2 separate regions of the Cricetulus griseus genome follow, and region 1 is linked to region 2. Evidence: chromatin contacts called from public Hi-C data. All regions are on one chromosome and are shown on one strand. Each heading gives the region's core, a stretch centred on a gene start, on an enhancer-like site or on the middle of the called end of the contact. The rest is flanking DNA. Distances are from core to core; before and after follow the strand shown.

The links. A called contact is a pair of places that touch in the nucleus more often than the background predicts.
Region 1: a contact with region 2 is called in a Hi-C map of the CHO-K1 cell line, with 5 times the contacts expected there. The contact joins the enhancer-like site here to the promoter of LOC100771208 in region 2. A contact is called at or near these places in 3 of 8 Hi-C or Micro-C datasets (the CHK-Q cell line and the CHO-K1 cell line).

The regions. Positions count from the first base shown.
Region 1 is chr2:448,344,158-448,346,857 of CriGri-PICRH-1.0, forward strand. Pam (peptidyl-glycine alpha-amidating monooxygenase) reads left to right here. Exons shown (of 19, transcript XM_027397706.2): 19 at 105-953. The coding sequence ends at 283. Among named protein-coding and RNA genes, the nearest start is that of Gin1, 46 kb to the right of the region's middle. Within about 2 kb of position 1,319, at least 1 of the 6 cell types and tissues checked has open chromatin away from gene starts, as enhancers often do. A contact at or near this core is called in the CHO-K1 cell line, where this site is marked.
Region 2 is chr2:448,004,335-448,007,363 of CriGri-PICRH-1.0, forward strand. It overlaps LOC100771208 (60S ribosome subunit biogenesis protein NIP7 homolog), which reads left to right and starts at 1,588. Exons shown (of 2, transcript XM_035439295.1): 1 at 1,588-1,874; 2 at 1,876-2,157. The coding sequence starts at 1,591. The coding sequence ends at 2,122.

The DNA of each region.
Region 1 (2,700 bases), core at 69-2,568, 340 kb after region 2:
TTCCCAACTTCTGTCCTTGTTTGAAATGTTTGAAAATTTACAAGGAGACTGACTTGTTTGTGCAGATTTTAAGTTTACAATGCCATTTGATTTTTTTTTTCCAGGAAAAGGAAGTGGAGGCTTAAATCTGGGAAATTTCTTTGCCAGCCGTAAAGGCTACAGCAGAAAAGGGTTTGACCGCCTCAGCACAGAGGGGAGTGACCAGGAGAAAGAGGAAGATGACGGCAGCGAATCAGAAGAGGAGTACTCCGCCCCACTGCCCACACCTGCACCTTCCTCCTGAACTCAGGCTCTCTTGCAGGTTGAGTGAGGGTTACCAAGAATGCCCAGGCTCCTTTCCCTTCAGTGCACGTGAAGGTCTGTGCATTTGATTGTAAACTGTACTAGTCTAGGTGGGACTGTACACACCTTACTTACTTCATTTGGTTCTGTTGGCTTCGGTTCCTAGGTGAGGGGTTTCCTGACAGTTCACTACAGTGCCATTGTCTTTATATCAACTTAGAGTAGAGAAAGGGCCCTCCTCTTCCATCCCAGCACTCCTACCCAGGATGGAAGGCTTGCTCATTTACATTTGGAGACCTTTTTTTTTTTTTTTTTTTTTTTTTTTTGTGGATGTAAATAGCCCCACTCTCTGCTTGAACACAGTATTTTCCCAACCCACACCCATTGCCAGTGTCTTTCTTTGGTGCCTTTCCTATTCAGCATTGTCAGCCTGTGGCAGTTGCGCTACACGACGAAAAGCTGCTAAATCTCCTTCTATTTTTTTAAGATCACTGACATTATATTGCAATGAGAGGAATTTTAAAAAGTCTCTATTTAAATTCTTTTTTTAAATTTCTCCTCAGTTGGTGTGTTTCCGGGATGTCTTATTTTTAGATGGTTACACTGTTAGAACACTATTTTTCGGACTCTGAATGTAATTTGTGTAATAAAGTGTTTTCGGAGCATTAGCAGTCAGAGTGTATTTTGTGATTTTTTTTTTGCATACTTAGACTATTTCATACACATCTTTTAATAATTACACAAATCAAAAAGTAGAATAAGTTCATTCTATTCAACCGAAAGAAATGCCTTATATAAAATGTAGAAGATAACCGTATGTGAGCAAGCTATATTAAAACTACGCCATGAGTATTCATCCATGAACAAAACCAGGTTCTCTTTGAAAACTCATAAAACGTTTCCTATATAGGTATATCAAATAGTAAAAATAGCTAACTTTGGGAGGGAGCCAAACACAAATGGATCCGTCAGCATAGTTTCACTATTACTGCATTCCTTTAAAGAATTTCTTGACCCCAGGGCCAATACAGGGGAAGTTCTCCCGCTGACCACAGATTGCTTTTTGAAAACATTTTTTTTTAATGATGCACCAGTGTAACTTAGTAAAAACCTGATAGCTTTCTAATTTAAATGATTTGACTCTAGAAACCTCTCATCAAAATGTCCACTTGCATTTCAGATGTCTTAGTAGTCGAACTAACTACTAAGGAAAGTCACTTGCTCAAAAATGTTATTGTTTCAAATCTTATTGTTTTTTCCTCATGATTAGATCTGACTGGAAGCGTTTGTCACTTCATACGCTGAGCTCACCCTCAAGTAAAAGCATCATGTTTTTTATTTCTGGGTTTTATCTTCTCGAATGAAGAAATCCATTCTCTCTCTTCCCAGTCCTTTATGTCCTTCTCACCAAATTGTTTCTGGTGAGAATGACATAAATGCAAGAACAGAATTTGCATGTTTGTGAGTGTGCTAAACTCTTATCTGATAACTTTCTATTGCAACAGCAGAATTAGTCCAGTACTCAAGATGCGTGTGACATAGACTGGCTTGGGTGCAATCCAAGCTTCCTTACATCTAGGGAGTTACACCAAAGCTGTCTTTTATGGCACAAAATTTGATACTTGGATCCATTTGCTATACTTTTAAAATATATATACCTGAACATATCTGAGCAGTTTTTCAATGGATTAATTGATAAAATGGATCAAAATAATAAAATACAAGGGGGCAAGAAAAAGGAAGTATGCGTTTCAAAATGGAATAATTGATGCAAAACTGTGAAACCTGATCGTGGAAAACAACAAATTTGGCTCCAGACTTTCTAGCAGCTCATTAAATACTACTTGATTACCTGCATAATTCATGAGTTTGTTAAACTTTCAGTATTCTTAATATTAAGATTAGAACAATTGCCTTCCAGGAGTCTTCTGAGAGATAGCACCTTGGAGGGTGATTTGAACTCTTCAGCAGTAGACAGAGAGTAGAAAAGTACATTTTGCAGATCTGTTTTTGTGTGGGTCTCTTAACATGAACACATGGCATTAGAAAAAGGGAATTTCAGAAAACATTTTTCTCAGACATTTTAACAAGTACTCGACTTCTATGGCTCAGATAAAGATGGAAACTGGAAACAAATGACCTACATTGACTTCAGGCAGTCTTTCCACTGGTTATTGTTCTTAGCTGAACTTTATTTACTGAGTCAATTAGATTGCTCTGCCCAAGACACACCCTAAAGGAATGGATTCCAGCCCTCAGTTCACAGAGGAATTTAAGGGCTTTGTTCCTCTTTCAGACACCCTTATTTACTGCAGTTTGGCCTTTAATGAACTACAGCTGGGGGGCGATGTTCTTAAATTTTCTGTAGATGAGTCTAATGTAAAACCAGAGTAGAAAGTCACTGCCCTTGAGAATGGC
Region 2 (3,029 bases), core at 338-2,837:
TATAACTTGTTTTGTAATGAAAGGTAGCATATTGACTTCTGTGTGTCTGTCTATCATCTATCTGTCTATCCATCTATTTGTCTATCTGACCTGTCTATCCATTCATCTATCCTATCTATCTATCTATCTATCTATCATCTATGTATCTATCATCTATCCATCTAGGCTTTGGATCCACTTTCTCAGCTGAGTTACCACCATACTTATCATTCTATTAACTCAATGTATCTAAGTTTTTAAAAAGCATAGTTCAAGAGGGTACTTGGAAAACTGACTATTGAAATTTGCATATTATTTCTGTTACAGATGAGATGTTCTAACCCAACGAAGTTCATATATGTTGATGCTCTGACCTAAAGCATGGCTGTGTTTAATATAGAGACCATAGGAGATGATCAGATGTAAATGAGGTAATAAGGTTGGGACTCAAGACCAACAGGGTTGATGTCCTTATAACTGGAAGGGACAGACAGCTTTCTCTCCACAGTGTGAGAGACACAGTGAAAAGGTGGCAATCTGCAAAGCAGAAAGTCCTTGTCAAACACCACCCAACTGAGCCTTGATCTGCTGTGCTTGGCTCCCCAAAACAGTGAAAAAATGAATTATCTGTTTAACACACACACACACGTATGTTTTCAATTTAGAGACAAAATTTTGTGCTCAAAACCATAGAGAATCAATTATTTTCAGTGTAAAGAGGAAGAAAATATTTTCCTCAATTCTTCTAAAAAGGATGGGGTAGACAAATGTGTCTTGTGCTCCCTGCCGGGTGTGTCCATTTTAGAGAAAGACCATGAGAAAATGATGCTATTGCTTACAAGTTTATGAAGGAAAAAAGCATAAACAATTCAAAACCCAAACTAAATACTAAGGCAAAAGAATCACTACATACAATTTATTTCCCTTTAAAGGGGAGTTTATGGAAGTTCTCTTAAGAGGTACTTCTCAGGTTGTGTTGAAACCTCAATTGTAAGAGTCTTTTGTCACCAGTAGGGGGCAGCAAGGCACACTGGATCCCTCAATGTCTACCACTTGAAGATGGTGGGATAGCCTGAAGGTGCCTATCAGACCAACAATAAGTACTGCTGCATCACACAGGCCAAAAGGGAAATCTAACTACTAATAGGAGATAGTAACAATGCACAGGTCAAAGGCCAGGAAGATATCTCAGAAAAGTCCTTGCTGAGGATACAATCCCTGCAGGGATAGGTACCTGTAATCCCAGGCCTGGGAAGGCAAGACAGGAGAACCCCAAGCCTACTGGTGAGTCGTTTTGCAGAATAAGTGGGCTCTGGGTTCGAAGAGAGCTCCTGTCTCAAAGCCTAAGGTGGAGAGTGACGGAGAAAGACGCTCAACATCAACCCCTGCACGCACAGGTGCATGTGCGCGTGCACGAACACAACACATCAGACAAAACTTCCAGCACACCAATAGGAAGATGGAGGTGGAACTTAAAACATTTGCATTCCAGAAGTCAACAAGTGGCATCAGTCTGTAATCGTCCAAGGAATTCATCGGAATTACCCTGAGTAATTCAGATTATCTTGCTCTTATTTCTCACAGTTAAAATTTGGTGGGTTGAGCGGGAAGATGAGGCCCTTGACTGAAGAGGAGACCCGATTGCTGTTTGAGAAGATTGCGAAATACATCGGGGAGAATCTACAGCTCCTGGTGGACAGGCCCGACGGCACCTACTGTTTCCGGCTGCACAACGACCGAGTGTACTCTGTGAGTGAGATGATCCTGAAGCTGGCCGCCAACATCTCCGGGGATAAGCTAGTGTCACTGGGGACGTGTTCTGGAAAGTTTACCAAGACCCACAAGTTCCGGTTGCACGTTACCGCTCTCGATTACCTTGCACCCTAGGCTAAGTATAAAGCCTGGAGCAGAGCAGTCCTTCTTATATGGAAACCATGTGTTGAAATATGGTCTGGGTCGAATCACTGAAAATACTTCTCAGTACCAGGGAGTAGTGGTTTACTCCATGGCAGACGTTCCTTTGGGTTTTGGGGTGGCAGCAAAGTCTACTCAAGACTGCAGAAAAGTGGACCCCATGGCAATTGTGGTGTTCCATCAAGCAAACATTGGTGAATATGTACGGCATGAAGAGACATTAACTTAGTATGGGCATCCCAAGAACTCTTTGCTGTATGAGAGGACTTAAGCTGTTTCCTATGTGTGCAGACATCATCGTGTCAAATTTGGATAACACTGATATATGCAACTTGGATTCTTACTCAACAGAAATGGCTCAAAAATAGAGTTTCAGGCCATCTAGAGGCAAAAGCAGGTGGATCACAAGTATAGGGGGCTACTTGGGCAATTTCAAGGCTAGCCTGGGCTACATAGTGTGACCCCTGTCTCAAAAATCTAAAACAAACAAACCAAAACCTATCAAGTGTTTGTGTGAGTAAATAGTGTTTCTATTCTCAAAAAAAAAAAAAAATGGTGGGTTTTCCTCCCTCTTTTATTCAATTTCTTAAGCTCCCCTGGAAGGTAGTTCCATGACATTTTGCAAAGTTCACTAGTCTAAGACGTAGAGAAGGTTGACAGTTGCTCCTTCCTCCCCAGCAAACACAAAAGTAGAACTTGAAACATTGCAGAATTGCAGGGAAAAAAAAATAGGTTAAAAGGTTAAAAAAAAAAAAAGCTGTTAACCACCAATATCTGCCCAGTGAGTGAGGAGCTTAAAATATTAGACTATATGTTAAAAGTTGCAGGTAATACAGGTTTTTTAATCATATAAATTCTTACTGAGGAACAACACGGGAGAGAGGGTGGAAAGTTTATTAAGAGCAAGAATGCCGGAAAGTCTGCTGTGAAAGCAGTCCCTCCTAGAAATGGCTGCACAAACAAGTCCAGGACAGTGGCAATATTAATAGGTAACAATCAATGTGGAAAAAAGTTTCATGGGGTCCAACCTTCAGACAAAAACCTTCCGGGAGAGGGAGGGTCTACTTCTCCCATACTTACAATATGACGCGATCAGCCCTGAAACTATATACACACAAATAACAAAAATGGGTTCA